2 separate regions of the Triticum aestivum genome follow, and region 1 is linked to region 2. A link is a contact called in public Hi-C data. All regions are on one chromosome and are shown on one strand. The core of a region is the stretch at or near the end of the contact, and the rest is flanking DNA. Distances in the headings are between cores, read along the strand shown.

Region 1 (4,024 bases), core at 987-3,486, 210 kb before region 2:
CCAACTGGTTGAATGTTTTCCAGATTTCTTTGCAAACTTGAATTTTTAAACAAACTTGGCCGGATCTTACAAAACCGCCTAAACTTTAAAACAGATGGGGAAAATGGGCTCTAAATTTCCCAAAATTATGAGAGAAAATAACTCCAACCACTGGAATTTTTCCGGACTTTTTAGGACTTCAAAATTTTGAACCAAATTGGGTGAATCTTACAAAAAATTGTCCAACAATTAGAACAGCTAGGAAACATGGGTGAAACTTACGGATTTTTTCCTGATTTATTTGAAAACTTTGACATTTTGAAACAAATTTGGTTGAATCTTGCAACTATTTTCCAAACTCTAAAACAGCTTGCCAAAGGGCTAAAATGTTTCCAGATTCATTATTGAATATGTATTGAATTAAATGAAATTTTCCAGACCATTTTGAATAATTATTTTTTGAATGAAATTTGGTTGAATCTCAAACTGTCCCAGCCTTTAAAACGGCTAAGCAAAACGGGCTGCAAATTTGCCACATTTATCATTGGAGATGCATAGAATTACTGGATTTTTTTAAGGATTTTGCATAACCAAAATTGGCCAATCTTATGAAAATTTTACAGATTTAAAAACGACTAGGCAAAATAGGCCGAAACATTCCCGAATTTATCACTAAAGATGTATTGGGTTACTGGAATTTTTTCCGATTATTTTGAAAACTTTGAATGTTTGAAACAAGTTTGGCCGAGTCTTACCAAAAACTGTATAAACTTTAACCAGTTGGGCAAAATGGGCGAAAATTTTCCCAGGTTGATTATACAAGATGGACTGAATTACTGGCTTTTAAAGGTATTTTTTATTTTTTTAAAAAAAATCAGTCAAATTGGCTTAATCTTAGAAGTACTATACAGATTTTTTTATAAAATATTTCATTTTTTTGTGACCCCCGGGACCCACTCGTCATGTTTATCATTAAGTGGCCAATTAGAGCAGTTGTGTGCTTTTCTGTTACTATACTTAGTCGTAGACTGGTGGGTATTAGTTAAAATCCCCTATACTTGTAGTTTTGTATTACCTTAGCCCTAAATGTTGTGTATTTATTCAGTTTCTTTGAATATTTAATCGGGTTTGAATGTTATAACATTTTCTATAGGTTCGAGAGGTTCGTCCAGGGCCGAAATTCGACAAGGGAGACGCCGTCAAGTACCTCCTCCAGCAGCTCACCAACAAACATAGCTGGGACAGCTCTCGGATCTTACCAATCTATATTGGTGATGATAAGACTGATGAAGACGCTTTTAAGGTAAAAAACTTCAGAACATCATCTGAACAGTGAAACCTAATGGATTTAAAGCTTCATTTAGATGGGGAAAAAAATCTACTTTGTTGCATTCAGGTGCTTTCTGAGGAAGGTGGATTTGGAATCCGCGTCTGCAAGTGGCGCAAGAGGACTGCAGCTGAGTACTCTCTAAAGAACCCCAGTGAGGTAATGAATCTAGGCTCACGAGTATGCATGTAGGAGTAATCTTTTTGGCTGTATCCAACAAATTGAATGCTAAATAATTTTAATTGTTCTCAGGTGAAAGAGTTCCTGGAGAAGCTGGTGCGCTGGAGGAGAGAACAGGACCAAGTTTGAATTCCTTGGAAGTTGCAACAGCCCATTTGGAGCGGTGAACGCCCAATTTTAGCGAAAGCGAACATAGGATGAAAGAAATAAAACCAAAACATTGCTGAAGCTGGTGATGGAGAAGTTGACTATATATTTTTTCTGTAGTAAGTACACATACCTGGTGATGGAGTGACTATTTTTTCAAATCCTGCAACCAAATTGGAATGGGGCGTTACAAAGCGCCGTGGCCAGCAGCACCGTTGGCAGGGGGGCATTCGGAGTACTGGATTGCTTCATGCGAAGAGAGCAGGGGCGCACCTGACCGCCTTTTTTTTGGAGTAGGATGTCGCACAAGGGTGGTCAGAGGAGACCCGATGTAGGAAAGCGGGAGAGGACTTCGCCGGAGGGATCGACGGAGTTTTTAGGGGAAGGTAGAGAAACGCCGGATGGGGAGGGGGCGCCGCCGCTGCTCTCTTTGTTCAGTGCTCGAGTACGAGTCAACGAGGCGAACCGGTGAAAAAAACGTAGGAATGGCCGAGAGCTAATGGGCCGTCCAGAGGAAACGATCAGCGTTGCGGGCCGATTTCCAACCTAGGGGCTGTTGGGTTCGATCCGTTTGGAAGTAATTTTCCTAGAGTATCTTCTATTATTTTCCTCTCCTCCCTCTCTCTCCGTGCCAAGCGGTCAGCGGCGTCCCTCTTCCTCCCGAGCGACACGGCGACACGCTCTGCCCGGTCCGCCGCAAGTTGGACTCCTCCGCCGCCGCAACGCCCACCTCTCTCCGACGCACCGCATCAGATTGAGGTAGGCCTCGCCTTCCTCGGTTTCTCCGTCGGCCGTCGCCCTCCCTTCGCGGGTGGATGCGCGCGCCTCCACTGCCCCTGCCCAACCTAGGGTTAAGACTTAAGAGTAGCCTGTTATTGCGTATTGACTCTGTTATTTCGTCCCCTCATTATCTCATGTATTATCTACCGACCCAGTTTGCCTGAGCAGCTAGGGTTGAGTATCCATTGGCTCCTCCAGCTCTCGCATTACAATTGGTTATTAAATTGGAGTGCCCTGCTTGGCATCATTGGGAGTTGGCAGGGTGGCACCCAGCAAGTAGAAGCAAGTTATTTGAAACAAAAAAGGTCTGAAGAAAATGATTGTGCTACATTGGTGGCAGTAGTATCACATGCTTAGTTAACAGATTGACGACCTAGAGCTAGGGAAGAGCAAGCCTCAGATCTGATTGAGCTGCTAGTTATTTCTCCTTTTTTGTCTCTGATTGATGGCCGAGAGGGCAGAGCATCGTATTTCTTTAGGATAGGGGACTACTCAAATTGTTGGCCCATTTACTTACTTATCGGATGAATTTTGACTTCGGCGTAGCCCCCAAACCCCAAGCCTCACATCAAGTCTGCCTCTGGGTGACTGCTTCAAATTTGGGGATTCCTTCACCAACCTTGATGCTGATTTTGCTGCATCACTAATTATGTCCTGTTTGCACCTTGCATTGCATCTGTCTTATCAGCCACACCTGAAACTGCATCTTGATCACATGCCCCAGGCTCGCCCACAGCTGCAACAAACATCCTCAAACACTTGCATACATCATCTCCTGCCAAATTATTCTGCTTTTTATGAGCTAAAATCACTGTACCAGGAGTGTATTGGATCCATCTCCTATGCTCATTTGAATGTCCTTTACTGTAAGAGCTCAGAGAATGAGCATAGGAGATGGATCCAATACTGGATACTGGGTCCATCATAAATAGTTGTTAGAATTATCTGTCACATGTCCAGATTGCAAATGTTGTACAGTATAGCACATTCAGTTGCCATGTATTGAGATGTCAAGTTGTCTTATAGAAAAAGTACTTTCTGACAACAAAGTCACAGGATTGCTAAAGTTAGAAACTGCCAGCCATGACAAGTTAACACCATTTGTGTTTGGACGGTAGTTTGAGACAGTAAGAGCTCAACTACCAATTCATTGCTTGAGTGAAATTGCCAATTGGTTGACTCAGTTGAGTCATACCATTTCTCTTTGAAAGGTTCTTTATTGTTTTTCCTATACCAATTATTGTTTTTTCAAAAAACTCTGTTCAAACTTTTACCCTTCTCGGTTCGAAAAATTGTACCTAATGTTGGATCTGAATATAAATAGGGCTACCTGAGCTCTCAGACATGTCTGGACGTGAGGTTCGTGAGTACACTAACCTCAGCGACCCTAAAGGTTAGTGATTTCATCATTCTCCAGTCCCAGTGTGGACAAGTGGTTCTTCTCCTTTTTGGTTTATTGGACATTTTCCTAAATCAAATCATCACCTTTGTGCTTATGCATATGCAGATAGAAAGTATGGGAAGGGAAAGGACAAGATCGACGATGAGGATGTCACCTTCCAGCGCATGGTAGCAAAGGTTAACCGGAATGCTCTTGCAAAAATAATTCTG
Region 2 (3,597 bases), core at 540-3,039:
TTATGCATTGCAAGTGCCGTATGACATTACTAGGCTTCAAGGCTTGGTCTATGATCTAACCAGTTTTCTGAGGGTTTATTGTGTGATTGTGAGACCTTTGTAGTGTACTTTGCTTGGAATTGTCTACTTGAGAAAATCATTTGTTGTTACAGAGCTGATTTCCATTTCTAATGCAGATTTGGATTTTAAATCCGAACCAATTCCTAGCATGTTTTTGAAAGAATACAGCGGAGGCTTCTAAAAATTGTTCTGGTTGGTTTATGATCCAATGAGGAAACTTATGCATTGCAAGTGCCGTATGACATTACTAGGCCTCAAGGCTTGGTCTATGATCTAACCAACTTTCTGAGGATTTTATTTTCTAGATGCAAGACCTTTTTACTGCTTTCCGCATGGAATTTTCTACTTGAAAGCATCATCTGTTTCTACACAATTGTTTTCCACCTTGACATTTTTAGTTTTAAATCTTAGCTGCTTCCTAATAATTAAAAAGTTTACTTGTGATTCGCTTCTTGTGCATTTTTGTTCCTCCTGTGTCCACTGATGAAACCTTAAGAACTGCGTGCTGGATCATTATACTGCCATAGAACATGGCTTGTCCATGATATCACTGCAGGTTTGGCAAGGGCTTGCCCCTTTTATACTATTGGGCACTTGTTAGCATATTTTGTACAGATTTGTTGTGTAAATTGAAGCCATTCCAGCTTGCCGTCAATCCCGTTCTCCTCAATGAGGAAATTCATGCATCGCAAGTGCCGTATGACATGCCCTCAAGGCTTGGTATTTGATTTAACCTGATTTCTGAGGGCTTTATTATTGTTTAAATGCATGACCTTTTTAATGTGTGGTTTGGAAATGTCTACGATCGTCATTTGCTCCTACAGAATTGACTTCCACCTTTTGTACAGATTTCGCTTTTAAATATTCTTAGGTGGCTTCTTGTGCATTTCTGTTCCTGCTATGCTCACCATTGAAACCTTATGAACTGCAAGTGCCTGATGGTTACAGTCATGTCAATTGTATCCATGCAGGATTTTAAAACCGACCGGCTTGTAAGGATTTTCATGCGTGGCTCATGTGCCATTTTTATCCCTGGCCACTCCTGAAACCGCAAGTAACTGCAAGTGGGGGATGATCATTGCTAAAGGAAACCCTATCAGTGATTCAAGTCGGATTTTCGAGGCCTTGTCTTCTCTAGATGTATTGTACTTCCCTGTCAAATGATTATATATATATATATGCCTTGAGGACTCTTATTCTTGACAACCTGTTCTGTGCCATGTGTATTTTTCCTTGGAGTTGTTCATAAGGTGAAATGACACAATGTGCTCGATTTGCTAACAGGCTTTGTTTTCCTTCCCTGAAGTACAACCATCATCTAAATAGTTGAGCGTGAAAAGGTCAGAAGGAAATCTGAAAATCATCAACCAAAGTTCTCATGGTTCCTACTCTTTTCGACTTTGGAAGCTGCTAATAATCAACGACTCTTGAAGCTCTCACACTTGGTTCGACTGATTGGTTTGTTCCTAAGGGAGCTACTGGAATTCGAGAAAGCTTCTAAGCAAAAAGGACAGTCGTGATATCTTCTGCCATTGACAACTACCCTTGTAAAAACACTATCTGTACAAGAACCTAAAAATCATGTGGAATGTTGTCAAATGTTAAATATCAGTTGATGTTCTGATGTTTCAAGGGCTCGTCTACTGAAATTATGTGCTTTACTATTGCTCCGTCGGTTGACTAATGACTAGTTGCTCTGGAGCAAGAGTCAGAGGAGAACACGAGAGGTGCGATCTTGACCGTACACATACCATCGATCGACGGCCCGAAACCGCCCGGTGACACTCCGCGTTCCCCTTCCGCTCTCGCGCATCTGGGATCGAGAAAACAATAATCCTCTCGTCGTCGGCGACTCCCAAATTACCACCTCGCCCCCAATCGTCTTCGGCTCAGATCGGCGTCGCGAGGCGTACCAGTCCCAGATCGTCGGAGCACCGGGTTCGCGGCGAGCCGACGGCAAAGATTATGGAGACGCCGCCGCCGTTCCAGGAATCCGCCCACTGCGACGTCTGCCGCTGCACCTTCTCCACTTTCCGCCGCCGCGTACGCGTCCTCCCCCTCCCTCCCTCTCATCCGTGTAGAGATTCTCTTCGTTTGGCTGCTGATACTGACTGATTTGACGCCCTCACAGCACCACTGCCGCAGCTGCGGGAGGACGCTCTGCCACGAGCACTCTTCGTACCACATGGTAGGGAACCTCAAAACTGAGCAAGTTGTGTGTAGGGAGTTGGGGTTGCGAAGCTTGCTCAATTAAACTCTTTGCTCTAATTGGTTCCAGGCCCTGCCGCAGTACGGGATTTACACGGACGCCAGGGTCTGCTATGAGTGCTTCAACAAATCATCATCCAGGTAGCTTAGCTCACTCGGTTGCTAGAATCTGATGAATCTGATGGCGTAAACACATATGTTTGGTCTGGATATAAGCTGAATTTTCGGCTATCTTCCCGTGTGATGTTGCAGACGCGGGGGTGTTGATAATGCGAGTTCTGCCGGGAGCGTTTCTGGTGCTGCAGACTCCTTTTCAGGGCTAAATTTGGATAAAGATGATGATTCGTTGCCCACGAAAAGTTCGGCGGTTCAGAGTCCAGCTGCCATTATCGAGTGCAAATGCGGGATGCCATTGTGCATATGCGAGGCACCAAAACCAGAACCTGCGCCTGTAAAGGTTGACTACAATCCGATCCTTTTAATCGATTATTGTAGGTGTATATTAACATAATCATCTTATGCAGCAGAATATCAGTGCCGCTTCGTCAGCTGCGCAATCAAACCCAAAGCCTAAAAAACCTTCTAGCAACCAGCAGTCAGCTGAATTAAGCTTGAAGAAGGCTTCAGCTACTTCCAGCAGCAACTCAAGGTTCGGTAGACTTGCCACATTCAGGCATTTGTTAAGAGGAATTGTAATTTTTTGTCGTATACTCCCTCCGTTCCAATATAGATGACCCAACTTTGTACCTAAAGTTATTACAAAGTTGAGTCATCTATTTTGGAACGGAGGGAGTATGTCTCTAGTAATCTTCGTAGTATAATTTCGCACTATTTGATCGACTTTGTTTGGCAAGATCCATTGCATATTTTGGTCATTATCTTAATGCCAGGACCTATACACTCTTTGTAATAGGAAGATTACATATGTGCATAGGCATAAACATTTGGCCTGTAGCTTACCTTCTCATCTCTGTGTCCTGATTCTTGTTATTCCAGCTCATTCTTAAATCTTGGCCTGATGAGCAACGATAGCAATGATAAGACTCCGTCTGACTATGAAGTTACTGGAGAGGTAAGCTTAGAGACAGCTCAATGGTGCTCCTTTTCTATTTCTCCATTCAACCCATCAGGTACATGCGATATCTTTGGCCTGGGAATCTAGGAGTTTTCTGTTAAAAATCTAGTCTTCATTCCTTTTTAGGGACTGAGAGAAGCGATTAAGGGTGGGGATATTAAAGCTGTGAAGAAACTTCTTAGCCAGGTACTGTTTCTATCTTTTCTCTCGTTTTATTTTTTATCTACTCTACTTGATTTTTACAATAACATTAC

What was found. Hi-C and Micro-C count contacts between places; a contact is called where the count stands out from the background.
Region 1: a contact with region 2 is called in a Hi-C map of leaf, with 4 times the contacts expected there. The contact joins the promoter of LOC123044197 here to the promoter of LOC123044195 in region 2. A contact is called at or near these places in 3 of 5 Hi-C or Micro-C datasets (all in leaf).

What each region holds. Positions count from the first base shown.
Region 1 is chr2B:176,943,927-176,947,950 of IWGSC CS RefSeq v2.1, reverse strand. It overlaps LOC123044197, which reads left to right and starts at 2,236. Exons shown (of 7, transcript XM_044466868.1): 1 at 2,236-2,392; 2 at 3,738-3,806; 3 at 3,921-3,991. The coding sequence starts at 3,758. It overlaps LOC123044196 (probable trehalose-phosphate phosphatase C), which reads left to right. Exons shown (of 11, transcript XM_044466867.1): 9 at 1,133-1,282; 10 at 1,376-1,465; 11 at 1,559-1,763. The coding sequence ends at 1,615. LOC123044199 (a long non-coding RNA gene) reads right to left here and starts at 2,108. Exons shown (of 5, transcript XR_006419874.1): 1 at 1,907-2,108; 2 at 1,767-1,796.
Region 2 is chr2B:176,732,844-176,736,440 of IWGSC CS RefSeq v2.1, reverse strand. It overlaps LOC123044195 (vacuolar protein sorting-associated protein 27), which reads left to right and starts at 1,789. Exons shown (of 11, transcript XM_044466865.1): 1 at 1,789-2,103; 2 at 2,192-2,248; 3 at 2,339-2,409; 4 at 2,521-2,725; 5 at 2,793-2,917; 6 at 3,265-3,340; 7 at 3,470-3,529. The coding sequence starts at 2,026. LOC123044194 (folate synthesis bifunctional protein, mitochondrial) reads left to right here. Exons shown (of 18, transcript XM_044466864.1): 18 at 1,032-1,286.